2 separate regions of the Anser cygnoides genome follow, and region 2 is linked to region 1. The links are chromatin contacts, called in public Hi-C maps. All regions are on one chromosome and are shown on one strand. Each heading gives the region's core, a stretch centred on a gene start, on an enhancer-like site or on the middle of the called end of the contact. The rest is flanking DNA. Distances are from core to core; before and after follow the strand shown. Region 1 holds the start of CPEB2 (cytoplasmic polyadenylation element binding protein 2). Region 2 has its middle 24 kb from the start of C1QTNF7.

Region 1 (6,856 bases), core at 3,709-6,208:
AACACTTCCAGCCAAAATATAAGTTTGTAGAATGTGGAGGAAAACAATAAAATCTCACTAATATGCAAGTGTCAGACTAGAATATCAGTAAAAGACTAACGTGACAAAGATTCAGAGCCATCTACAAGAGTTTGAGACATCTACAAGAGTTTGTAAGAAAATCTGTATACAAGTATAAGCGAACAAAACACATGCTAAGTTTTAAAAGGGATTTATGAGAATATGAGCATTATGATAGGCAGAAAATACTTGCTAGATTAAATGTTTTTGCTCCTCTATTGCTGTGTCAATGGCCACATTTCTATCTTTCTTGATAGTCAATATTCTTCATTAACTGTAAGAATCACATATTTCTGAATACAATGAAAACATTGGGGTTAGTTGCAATTAAATAGTAAAAATTATATACAATTACACAATTTTCAAACCAAGTATTAGTACAATAACCACTGCTAATTCTTCTTTAGAGCGAAGGAAGCCAAAATGCTACACAAGACTATGAATGCACCATTTACATACCATCCTTACCTGCAAGGGAAGGAGAGTATTACTGTTGTTGTCAGTTCGGAAAACATTATCTTCAATCCACGATTTTGGTGTCAGTGATGGAGTGGAGCGAGTAAATTTAGGAGGAGCTATGACATTACCAGAAAAGGGCTTCTTCAAAGGAGAGATCTGGTTCATAGTTCCTGGAATTCCCATGTTTCCAGTTCTGCGATGGTCTCTGCCATGCATTCCTCCCCAGGATATATTTCCTGTGCTCCAGCCACTACTTTGATTGCTCCAGGGCGACTGCTTCAGAAGAGGCTAAAAAGAAAGATTCATTTATATTATGTTGAAAATACTTGAAATGTTTTCATCCTTCACAAAAAAACACCAAAAAAACACCAATCCGTCAATGCTCAGAAGATTTCTATGATCTTCTCTTTCCTGATATTGTATAAATTCATTACTGAGGCAAAAAAAAAAAGAAAATCTAATAGAGAGTCATAAAAAAATTGTGATTCCCACTCTCCTCCCACAGTCCTTTGTGTAACCAATTCAGATTGTTTTCCTTTTAGTAACCGGTAGGATACTTTGAAAGTCCACTGTAGAACAATCCTAGGTTTAAAAATCATGTTACAAAAAGGCTCAGGGCCTTAACCACCTAACTGATACATTATTTTGTATTACATAGAAAGATCTCCAGAAAAAAACAACAAAAATTTCAAGGAGGTCATTTTTAAATTATCATTATTATAAAGAGATTGGTGAGTAGGTATTTAAAAATTAAAATTCAGATAGCAGATTGAATTTTTTCCCCCAGTATCGCTGAGTATCACTAAGTATTACCATATAAGAGCAAAGAAGAGAATCTGTTTGAAGAAGCTATCTTAACATTTCCACATTAAAATGCATTATTCTGAAACCACGGCTCAAGCATTTCTGGAGTAATGAACAGGACTATCTCTGGCATTCTGCAGCTTACTTTTTTTTTTTTTTTTAATTATCTCCCTATTTAGAAGCAGTACAAAGTATTTCTGTATTTAACAAGCGCACTATTACTACGCTCCTCAACATCACAATGTAGACTGTCTTTAGAGCAAAAACCTCGCAAGGTGACAAGTTTTTATTCCTAAAGCACAACTTGTGCTAAAACCTGACCTACAGCGGTTGTCCGTACTACCAAGAGGTGGACCCACTGAGCCTGACTGACAGCGAAGAACAACATTTATCTTCAGTGCTCTAAAACCCGACTGTTCTTGGAAAGGCCTTTTCTCAAGCATACAAGTGGGGTGCGTGTGAGGGGAGGATATTCTAAATTCGGTACTTTTATCTCAAAGCTTAGCTGCAAGCAGCCCTCAGCTTGTAATTTCAGTAACTTAAAAATTTAAACCACGTTGATACGTTATGCAGTAGATAAAACAGAAAGAAGGCATTATAACGCGCTCTCCCCGAGAAAACAAACAAAAAAAAACTAAAGACATTTTTTGGTCAAGTAATCAGGCAAACATCCCATTCTATATAATTATAGATAATTATGTTGTAAAACTTGAATACTTTGGTTGGAATTTTGGGAGAGGCCAGCCCCGTATTGTGAAATGAACCTTCAGAGATAATGCCAAACGTTAACAAGCCTCTAATATTGCTAGTTATACTGTCACGGGCACCGCTTCTGTTTACCTACAACTCGTAACAGAGAGAAAATTCCCGTCCACCTCAGCGTTAGAGAATGGCTTCGGAATTTCTCGGAAGCGGGCATTGGGTGCTACGACAACCAGCTCCCCGTCACGACGCCTCCGAGTCGGACCTCGAAGGGGCACGCGTGAAAGGAGATTCCAGTTTTGAAATTGTCAAAATAAATGCTTCACCCAGCCGGCTCCACCACCTAAAACTGACATAATGCTATGCCTGAATTAAGGAAAAATGAAGATATGAGGCCTGTCTAACCTAGGCCTTTCGTGAGCGGGTGGACGGTGAGCGCAAGAGGCGGCTGCGGCGCGCTGGCAGGCACCGGCACCCATCGGCTGCCCTCCCAACCCCTACTTCGTCCTCAACTTCCATTTTAACACTGTTGGGGACTGTTAGGGCGCTTCAGGAAAATCTGCGGGGGAACCGCGTCAACCTGAAACACTGTATTGCGTTTGGATACAAATCCGAGCGATTTCGGGCAAAAGCCTGGAGATGTCAGCCGGGGTGACAGCTCCCCACAAGCCGTGAGGGGCTGTGGGGCCGGGGAGCACCACGGGCTCGATCTGACAAGGGTGAGGCGACAAGGAGCCTCGGGGGGAAAAAAAAAAAATAAAAACCACCTCTCCTCCCGTCCCCAGAACAAAACGGGGTCCGCGGGAGCCGAGGAGGGGCCGCCAGCCCCAGCCCCTCCACCTGCCGCGGCCACCCCTCGCCTCCCCGCCCGCCCCGTGTGCCCGGCCCCGGGCGTCCCCCGCTCGGAGCCGGGCTCCCCGCCGCCGCCCCCGGTACCTGGTGGTGGTTGTAGGAGTTTCTCTGCTGCAGGAAGGCGGCGGCGGCGGCCGCCGCCTGGTGTTGGTGCTGGAGCTGGGGGCTCACAGGGGATCTCCGGTTCTGCTGCTGTTGCTGTTGCTGCTGCTGCTGCTGAGGTAAATTCATCTGCGGCGGCGGCGGGGGGGCGGCGGCCGAGAAGGGGCTGCTGAAGGGCCCGGCGCACGGGTTGTGAGGAGACACCGGCGAGAAGCTCTGGAAGAAAGCGGGGTTGATCGATGACGGGATCCCCGGGTAGAAGCTGGTCTCGGACTCCGGGCTCGGCGGCGGCATGGCGCTGATCTGCCCGCCGCCGCCGCCGCTGGACGCCGGAGGCTGCTGCGTCTGCTGCGGAGGCGGCGACGAGGTCTGCACCGACCAGGGGGTGCCGAAGCCGGGCAGCGGCGGAGGAGGAGGGGAAGCCGCCGAGGAGGAGCCGCCCCCGCTCTGGTGATGGGGGCTGGGGATCTCCGGGCTCTGCAGGCTGCTGAAGCCAGAGCCCAGCCCGCCGGGCAGGAGGTTCCCGGGGCTGCCCAGCAAGTGGCTGTTCGGGGGGGACTCCATGGGGGGCGGCTTGGCTTTCGCCTGCAGGCGAGGAGGAGACGGCGGCGGCGGCGGATTCAGGCAGGAGGAGGCGGCGGCCACCCCCACATTGGGGTCGGCGGCCACCGGTGCCGGCGGGCAGGAAGGGGCGAGCCGCTCGGAGCCCGCCCGGTGCTCGGCGGGGCTGAGGGGCCGGTGGCGCGGGTAGTCCCCGGGCGGCGGCGGCGGCGGCTCCGGGGGGTGACCGCCGAGGAGCTGGAGCTGCTGCTGCTGCTGTTGCCTGTGCTCCTGCTGCTGGTACTTGTCAGTGGGGTGGCTGAACTGCTGCTGCTGCTGCGGGGGGTGGTGATGATAGTCTGGGGGGTGGTGGTTATTCAGGGGGTGGCTGCTGCCGAGCTGGGCTGGGCTGCTGAGCGGCGGCGGCGGCGGCTGCTGCTTAAACTCTTTCCTCTTCTGGCTCAGCTGAGGAGGCGGCGGCTGCTGCTGCGGTTGCTGCTTGTTTAAATCCTGGTGGGGGCTGAGACTGGGTTTAAAGTCAGAGGAGGGGTGGCCGGGAGGGGGGTGTCCTGATGCGGGGCCGCTGCCCAGCCTCTCGCCGCCCGGCTGCTGCTGCCGCTGCTGCTGTGTCACCCCCAGGAGCAGCTCATCCTGCATGGCGCGGGGATGCGCAGCGGCGGCCGCCGACGGGAACGGCGAGGGCGGCGGCACACCGGACACGCCGCCGCTGGAGGAACCGGTTGCGGTGGGTGAGAAGGGGCAGGAGGAGGAGGAAGAAGAGGAGGAGGAACGAGAGGCGGCTGCCGGGGAGGGGAAGGACCCCGCGTAGCCAGCGCCTCCTACACCCCACGGCGGGCTGGGGCTGCGGCTGGGGGCCGCTGCCGGCGGCAGGCTGCGGTCCCCCATGGGCCGACGGGGGCTGCCCCGGCACCGCGGGGCGAGGACACCCCGCCCGGCTGGAGACAAAGATAATTAATTAATTCACCTGGGGGGGGCCGGGGGGGGGGGTGGCGAGCACTACTGTAGACCACTACGTAAGCCTAAAAATACCCGCTCCCTACAATAAAACCCTTGCCCTAACCTCCGCTGTACTGTTTTTTAAAAAATTGACCGTTTCTACAATAAATAACCCTATTTTATCGTTTTTTTTTCCTCCCCCCCCTCCTGCTTTTCATTTGTTGACCCCCGTCAGGGCAGCCCTTCCCCTCCCAGCCGCGCCCGCCCGCTGGATCATCCCCGAGAGCCCTTGGCAGGTCGCTTCCCCCGGGGCAGGCCACCCCCCCCTTCCCCTTCTTCTTCCTCCTCCTCCTCCCGCTACACAACAGTTCCGGGGCCGGGCACCGACCGCCGGGCTCCGAGCACCGCGCGGGGCGGACAGGAGGCCGGCCGTCCCGCCGCCTCCTTGCCGAAGCGGGGCCCCGCTCCGCTCCCCCCTCCGCCGCCGCCTCCCCCGCCCCCAATACCGGCTGCCGGCCGGCCGCAACCCCCTTAAGAACGCCGGAACATTCGTCATAGTTACGTCACAGCGCGCCCCGCCCCGCCCGCCCGACCTCGGTAATGAGCCGGCTGGTGGCCACGCCTCCCTCATGAATAATGCATGAAGCCGGCAGCCCCGCCCAATCCCGCGGGCCGGGGGGGGGGCTCGCGCCGCCCAACGACGCGAGGCGCCGGCGGGCGGGGTGGGCGCTACCATTATTATAGAGGGGGGATACAAAGGGGGGTTGTGTGGTGGTTCGTTCCGCCGCCTGCCAGCCTCATTTGCATTGACGCAGGCGTGGGGAGGGGGCGGGGCGCGGCGGCACGAGCCGAGGGGCTGGCGAGGACCGGCCGTTATGGCGGCGGGGGGAGCCCAAAGGAGGGGACAGGGGATACAAATAAACGTTGGGGACGTGTCGTGGCTGGGCCTTTTGGGCTCTTCTCCAGGAATCTGTTAGTGGCCGCCGTCAGAAACTGCGTGGCTGCTTTCCGTTGGGCCAGTGGACCCTTGGCCATTGGAAACATCCCTTATTTTTTAAATTGGTGTGGGCTTGTTCTATGTGAATAAAATGCAGATTAAATACTGTGTGTGTGCTCATCTCTGACGTGAACGTGGGTCTGTGTGGGGGTGTATATTTGGGTATCCATGCCACCTTGCAGGGTTACCACACACAGACAATCGCAGCGCAGAAGACTAGCTGATAAATATTTTCCTTCGCTGTATTTCCCCTTAATGCTCCACCATTATTCATTACGTTGGCATCCAGTCTAACTCTGCAGCTGTCTTCCATGTAACTAAACGTAGGGTGCAGACCGAGGCCCTGCCGATGATGGCATGCTAAGGAAATGTTGCTGGCCGAGTACTGGTTGTGCTCTGAATAGCGAGTTGCTTCATGGCCCGGTCCTCACAAACATGGCTCTGGGGAGCTGTAGAACTGGTAGGATCCAGCTTCCCTCTGCCTCTGTGTCATGCGCCTGATGTTCGGTTATGTGCAAGCCTGAACAGAAGCTGTCCTCTACCTGGGGCGTTTGCTGGCATCTGACCAGGGTGGAAGTAGTGCTGTGCTGTTCTCTCCCGCAGCCAGCTGCCTATTGCTAGAAAGTGCATAGGAACTCGTTTATCTATTGTTTTTGTCCCCTCACCTTTAAATTGAGCCCAAATTCTAGAATATCTTCATTCAGAATAGTTATTGAGGTGTCCATGAGCTTTTAACTCATAGAATCATTAAGGCTGGAAGAGACCTTCAAGATCACCTGGTCCAACCTTCCCCCTACCACCAATGTCACCCACTAGACCTTGTCCCTAAGCACCAGATCCAACCTCTCCTTGAACACCCCCAGGGACGGTGACACCACCACCTCCCTGGGCAACCCATTCCAATGCCTGACTGCTCTTTCTGAGAAGAAATGTCTCCTCATTTCCAACCTAAACCTCTGCTGGTGGACAAGAACACTCATACCTTCTATGACACCCTATGTCTACCATGGTAGCTATCTACTCCGATCATGCACGTTTATTAAAACAAGTTTCATGGGGGGAATCTCATCACTTCTTAACCATGTATAAAGTAAGCATCCACTCTGAATTAGTTGGCTCATCTGCAAACAAAAGACAGGTGCTACCAAAGCATGATTCATCTTACTCTAATGCAGGTACCTTTAGAGAGAGAAACCTGATCTCTCTCTGCTGATTTTGAGGAAAAATTTTGAGGCTGTATCTTACCCAGGAGTTTGGAGGTGCTCCTTGGTTGTGTGGCTTCTTAACCTTGCTACAAACAAGAGTGGCTGTGCTGAGTCAAACCAAGCGTCCTTGGGACTCCTGTCCCTTCTGCCTCAGGTACAGGATCCCCGCAGCCCTTCG
Region 2 (6,772 bases), core at 56-2,555, 73 kb before region 1:
GAGATGCTCTGTTTTCAAAGTGAATTTTTATTACACATTGTCAAGGTTGCATGAGAAATTCCCACATGTAATGCTCCTTGGCTAGGAGCAAGGAGTAATCTCCTCCTGTGGGAGTGATGCACGTGATGTTGTTGACCCAGAGGAATTTTTATATATATATATATAGATTTTTTTTTTTTTGAAGTGACCTCTTCATAACTATTTCTTTGCTTCTTAAGATGTTGCTTCCAAACTGGCACTGGGTTTTGATTACAGCTGTCACCTTCATAGTGGTTTGCACTTCATTAGCATTACCGTGCCTCCTCTTGAGAATCCCCAGGCCCTGAGCAAACACAAACCTAGAAATGCTAAAAGCATCCTGCTGCCATCAGTACCTCTGCAAATTGCTTTTCACTTTTAGAGCATCCTTTCTGAGTTATGAGTGCCTGAAAAATCTATTACTGTAGCAGTGATGCTGGGTGGCAATAAGAGGGGAAGTAGGCTCAGCACGTCTGGTTTTCCTTAGAAGTTGGCCTAAAACCTCTTGCACCCCACCCCCAGCTACTCTCCTTTCACCCCCAGGAGAGGTCCAGGATGCACTGATTCCCTTCATGGCTGGCGGGCCAGTGCACATCCCATGGGGGATGCCATCCTGCAGCCCTCCACCCATACTTGTACTTCTTTTATTAATTCCTTCTGGGTGCCTGAATTCATGTTAAGGGGCTTCTGACACCTCCTTGCACGCATTAATCAATAGGTAGCATGTATGTGTACACATACTGGGGCTCCAGGGACAAGTGCTTTTTACTGTTTCCATCCCTCTCTCCCTGTTAATCTCTCTGGTTGTTTGTTCCTTCCACTTGCTGTGTCTTGCCTTAAATTAAACCATAAGCCCTTCATCACAGGAGATGCCTTTTATTGTGGGTTGTTGGGAGGGGTTTTGCAGAGAATCCAGAGCGTCAGGCAGGGCTCTCCAGGCACCACTGAAATAATAATGAAGTAGTTTCACCAAGGTGGGACCAGAGAGGACTGTCGGCTAGGTTGGAATTCTTCTTGTCCCTGAAAATTGCCTAGGTAATAAGATAGCTGCTTTAAAATTGCTTGGGGTATCCCACAGGATTCTGTTTTGACTCTGATTTCCATTTCCAGCACATGTTCTGCCATTTGGCCAGCACGATCCACCCGTGCGAGCTAATTTAAGGTTGCTAAACAGATGACACAGAACATACATCTTTTATATTTGATCTCTGCACTGGTAAGTTCTCTGACTGATGGTTAATCTTAACTTATAATAGGATTTGCCCACACTCTCCCAAGAGCGGGATATTGGTCTGCAACAAAACGGCAGCCTTGGGTGGAAGCGCACCGGGGGAAATGTAGCACAGTTAATTCGTGTGCTTTGGCTTCTTGTCCTCTGGAATGATACTGGGCTTTCTAGCTAACATGGGTTTAATGTTGGTGTTAATTGCACATGTTGGAAGGTTTGACCAAGTTTGTAATAGTGCAATACCATGCTACTGTGAATTTGAGCACTGTTGCCATTTTCTTGTGCAGGTCAGCAAGTAACTCCTGATCTGTTAGACACGAGCCAGACAGTAGCAGCCGGACAGTGAGGTGTGTGTCCCTTCCCACCTCTCCTCCCTATCTGAAATCCTCCCTATTTTGGTCAAAGGGTAGGGTGCCAGGGGTGGTCAGGTTTAGGTACTAACTTGTTGTCGTGGCAGTTCTCTGGGGTTGAACGCCTGTTGTACATTAACTAACCTGTACTAGGGAAGAAAGGTCACATATGCAACGTCAAAAAACACACAATCCACACACACAAAACCACCAAGTCATCTGGGCTACGTGTTTGAGACCTGGGCTGACCCACTTTTCTATTGAACTGTATTTCTGTACCAGACAGGGTTGCCCCACAGGGAGAAAATCTTTGTACAAATGACCATAGAATCAGAACATCCCGAGTTGGAAGGGACCCACAAGGATCATCGAGTCCGACTCCTGGCTATACACAGGACCACCCAAAAATCAGACCATGTGTCTGAGAGCGTTATCCAAACTTTTCTTGAGCTCTGGCAGGCTTGGTGCCTTGACCACTGCCCTGGGGAGCCTGTCCCAGTGCCCGACCACCCTCTGGGTGCAGAACCTTTCCCTAACCCCCAGCCTGACCCTCCCCTGTCCCAGCTCCATGCCGTTCCCTCGGGTCCTGTCGCTGTCCCCAGAGAGCAGAGCTCAGCGCCTGCCCCTCCGCTCCCCTCGTGAGGGAGCTGCAGGCCGCCATGAGGCCTCCCCTCAGCCTGCTCTCTCTGGGCCTCTGGCAAGGGACCTCAGTCCTTTCCTCATATGTCTTCCCCTCCAGACCCTTCACCATCTTTGTAGTTCTCCTTTGGACACTCTCTAATAGTTTTATGTCCTTCTTATGTTGTGGTGCCGAAAACCGCACACAGTAAAGATGTCATTGTAGCCCATGCGGGATATTTATTAGCGAGGACCACTTCACAGGGCCTGGATCCCACTGTCATCTGGTCCTTTGCGAATATACTGTCAAGGCAGTTAATCGCAGATTTAGTGTTGTGCCTTTTTTGTTTGGTTTGGTTTAGTGTGACATTCAGGATTCCTTTACAGGCAACTGTGCAGAGCAGGGAAATCTATGTGAAATGCTTCCTACTGGAGTCACCATCTGGCCAATATTCATCTTGTTTAGTGAAATACCAAGATATCCATAGAACGCAGGTGTTAATGCAGATCATAAGGCACAAGTGACCGCAGTAATAAACCAACATGCAATGAAATGTAATTAACGCACCTGGTGCTTGGGTTTGAAAAGAATTTCAGTGCCTTTTTATTTTCCCTGCACACTGATGTGCATTTTAATAGTTGGAACTTCAATCATCACTTCCAACCAACCCTTTAATCATATTAATTCCCTTAAAAAGTGAACTATAATGTTTGCTAGTAAATAGTATTTCATAATTTAAGCAGGAGAGGGGAAAAAGTGGAAGCACACATGAAACCGTATGCTGCTTAGTTGCATTTTTGTGGCATGAAAAAGACTATTGTCCTGTTTCTGCTGATCTGGTTCTACCACTGGCAAAGGTTTGTTTTCAGTCGTGTAATCCTTGCTGGTAGGATCCAAGTGCTTTCGAACCAGCTGGAACAAGTGAAAAGATACGAGGCAAAAAATAAATGATTAAGCTTTCTATCACTGGATTTCACAGTGTGTTTTTCATCTCACCTCTGACCTGCACAAGTCAGGAATGCATATTTGTAAGGTTAATACCCCCAGGATGACATTAGTTCCAAGCAGACCCCAAAGAAACCCACATGGAAACATACTGGTAGATTCTTTTTGTGTGTTTACGGGTTCCAGAGAATCACATTTTCTTTTCAGATGTCCATTTACAGCGAGATCTCACCCGATCTCGTTAGTCAGCTGACAAATCACAAGCAGACAGGGCATGTGTGGGGGAAAGGGAGAGGTCACCAAGTCAAAGCCAAGGGTCACGGGTAATTTTTATGTTTGGATGGGTATTTCTCCAGGGTGGTCTTAAGGGTGTGAGGACCATAAATCTACACGGGCAGACTTGCAGGGACAGTCCTGTCAAGTGACTCCCAACCATGTGCTAACTATTTAATAGGGATTCAGAGAGCGGTTAGCTCCCTAGAGAGATGTCTGCTACTGACACTGCTATTGCTCAATCCCTTTCCCCCACCTCGATGCGGGTGCAGATTACAACGTGCTTTGCCACTAGCAGTTGGTGCTAAGCCACTGTAAATGAGCTGCTGACAAACCAGGGCCATGGGCAGCAGCCTCTTGGTGGCACCAGGCGAGGGCCAACCACTGCTGGCCAGGCACGGAGGGTCTACTTGACCACCCGAGCACCTTTGTGGATGCTGGCTATGTTTTTCTCCTTCGGCAGCTGAGCATCCCTGTAAAGCAGACTTTGCCTCCCTGTCATCAAGGACTGGATGCTGAGGGTCACTGCTGAGTGACAAAATGCACCAAAGCTCTGAGGCTGCATCAGGGACCTCTGCAGTGTCCCTGTCTTCCATCAGACAAAGGAAACCAGGAGAAATGTGGTCCTTACTGGTGCACGCTACTGCTTTTTATTCTGTTCAGACACAGAAAAAGAAATTAAGAAGCACTTGCTGACCCCAGCTTCTCTTTGCAATGTTGCTGTCTTGGCAAGCCCTGGGATGAGAGAAGCCAAGGTGGGCAGGGCTGAGCTGTGTTGTTCTTGATGGGCAGCCTCTGCAACCTCCTATCCCCAATGGCTGACTGGTGATATGTTGCCAATACTTCTGCAATGCTTCTGCCAGTGCTTCTGCACCAGCAGCACCATGATTGCACTTAACGTGTGCACATGGGTATGGGTGAGCAGTGGGGTGGGACTATGAGGTGTGACAATGAATGAGACCTTCCATCAGGCTGATGGGGACTGCAAAAAGGCTGACACGGATGTCCTCTCCTGTCTTCATCTGTCCCAGTATCCGTGCAATTCCTTCAATGACCTGGCTTGCTTTTTTTAGGAAATAAAAATCCTTCAGGGTGCTCTATCACACGGGGCCACCCTTGATGTTCCTCAGGTAACTGACTTTGTTCTTACATGAGTGTCCCCACGGTAAGATAGCAGCAGCAAAGATGCTTACGACCCTCAAAGCAAACCCTCACTAAGAGGACCGAGAGCTGTGAGCAGTACCAGCAGGTTACCAGGTGGGCTGCACGTCAATGGCTGTGGGCTTGCTGTGAGCTCCTTCGCACTGCAGACTTTACATGGTCAGCCACGTCCTTAAACAATGATGATGAAATTTCCACTTCTTGACTGAAGCCAGCTCTTGAACCCAGGTCCACAGAGGTGAAAGGCTAATGTATTAAGCTGTCTACTTCAATTAATCTCTAAACCCTGGACAGATTTACAAACTATTGGAAGAATTTAGATCGTATCTGATTTACGAGACACCCTTTTTTAGTTCAGATCGCCTTTGCAGATGGCCACCATACAGAGCAATAAGGATAATTACTATACAGATTTATTGTCAGGGTGGAAATTTTCATTTTCAAAATAATGCACAGCTGTCTATCCCGAACTGGCTACAATATGCAAATACAGTAGTTAACCTGTCCCCCACCAATTATTATATCTCAGGATGAGGAAGGCCTAAATATCAGGAGCTGGGTTATGGCATCAGTTCCATCAAAATCACCTGTCAGACTTAATTTTTCTGCACTTAGTGTCTGCCCCCAGAGCTGCAGTGCTGGCTCACAGATGCCACAGGGGCACGGATCCATTTTCAGCCATGGTCAGGGCAAGCATTTGAGATGCTAAACCGTGAGATCACTTTATTTCTTACATGCTTCAGAGAAGAAATTATGTTTCTTGAGGGCAGGATTGACAAATGGAGGCAAAGAAATCCTTTGACCAATGCAGCAATCCAAACAATTTATTGAAAACAGTACCAAAATGCAGGAGTGTAATTATGACCTACAGTATAAACAGCATCTCCCTGCCCTGGGCACAATTTCCATTCTTCTGAAGACTTTTGCAGTGAATTCTTGGGGAGAAGGTCACAAGGATGCATGGAGCATGCATTGTCATTAGCTATGGGAATAGGCAGTCCAATATATTCAGAAGGGGACTTTCTGTGTTAATTTGAAAGGAAACCTGGCACCTCAGGTACACTGAGATTTTTGTAATTACCTCTTAGTGCCTTAAAGAGCCTCCTGGTGTCTTGAGAAGCCCCTGGATATCCACTTCTGCCAGGCAGGGGCTGGGAGGAGGCAGAGTATAACAATCAGTCTGGCCTGAAAGTCCATGAAAAGTCACAGTAGTATGGCCACAGACACTGAGGACAAGACCAGGGGAACTTTTCTTTTCTAGGGTAAGTAGTCAACCCACTCACCTAAGAGGAAGAGCTGGGTTGTAGGCTGCAGGCTGGCACCCCAGTCAATAAAGTGAACCTGTGAGCTCCATGTGACCCTATGAAGACCACCATTTCCGAATAAAAGCCTCAGTCTCCAAAAGTTTTTGCTGCTACAAAGCTGTTCGCTGCACCGTCAAGGTATGTGAATGACGCCTAGCACTCATGATGCATGGTGATATTTCAAGCTCAGTATCAAAGTGTCCCACTCAGAGGCAGCAATTTTCAATGGCTTCCTACCTGAGTGTATTTGAAACATCAGCACAGAAGTGAAGGGTCTTCAGGTTTGCTGTGCACCACCATGGAGGAGCCCAGGACCAAAATACGCAGGATGGACTTCACTCACTGTTGGCTTTGCATTGGCTCAGTCACTGTTGTTGAACAAGCTCTCTGTTCATTTAAAAACTGTGATGACTAGAACGGTCTTCCATCCGTCACAGTCTGAAAGACAAAGAATATCTCCCATTCCTTTTTATTTTTTATTTTTCTCAGCAGACCCAGACCTTTACACAGAAATATCGCGTTGTAGGTACTTAGGGGGGTTGGAGGAGGGAGGGTGAGGAGCGGGAAGGAGAAATTACCAGTATCCTGGCATCATCAATTGATGTCAGCTCTGCTCTGGGAATAGCGTGTATCTGTTAATTGCTGCTGCAGCTCCAGCAGATGGTGCGTAAGACATTGTATTTAATGGAGCCCCTCAAAAAGAGTGGCATCTGTTTGTTTAATTTCTTGGCAAGAGAACGGCAGATTTAAAAAACAAACAAACCAAATTGGACATTTAGATATGGACGTCTCCCCAACAGATTATAAATGTTTTAAGATAAATAGGTCAAATGAAGGAAAATATTAATTGACACATTTGAGAATTAAGCCAAAC

The links. A called contact is a pair of places that touch in the nucleus more often than the background predicts.
Region 2: a Hi-C map of liver shows a contact between it and region 1, with 12 times the contacts expected there. The contact joins the enhancer-like site here to the promoter of CPEB2 in region 1. A contact is called at or near these places in 4 of 7 Hi-C or Micro-C datasets (granulosa cells and liver).

What each region holds. Positions count from the first base shown.
Region 1 is chr4:15,581,587-15,588,442 of Taihu_goose_T2T_genome, reverse strand. It overlaps CPEB2 (cytoplasmic polyadenylation element binding protein 2), which reads right to left and starts at 4,958. Exons shown (of 10, transcript XM_048046023.2): 1 at 2,962-4,958; 2 at 529-807. The coding sequence starts at 4,425.
Region 2 is chr4:15,651,509-15,658,280 of Taihu_goose_T2T_genome, reverse strand. No RefSeq gene overlaps it. Among named protein-coding and RNA genes, the nearest start is that of C1QTNF7, 24 kb to the left of the region's middle. Within about 2 kb of position 1,305, at least 2 of the 3 cell types and tissues checked have open chromatin away from gene starts, as enhancers often do. A contact at or near this core is called in liver, where this site is marked.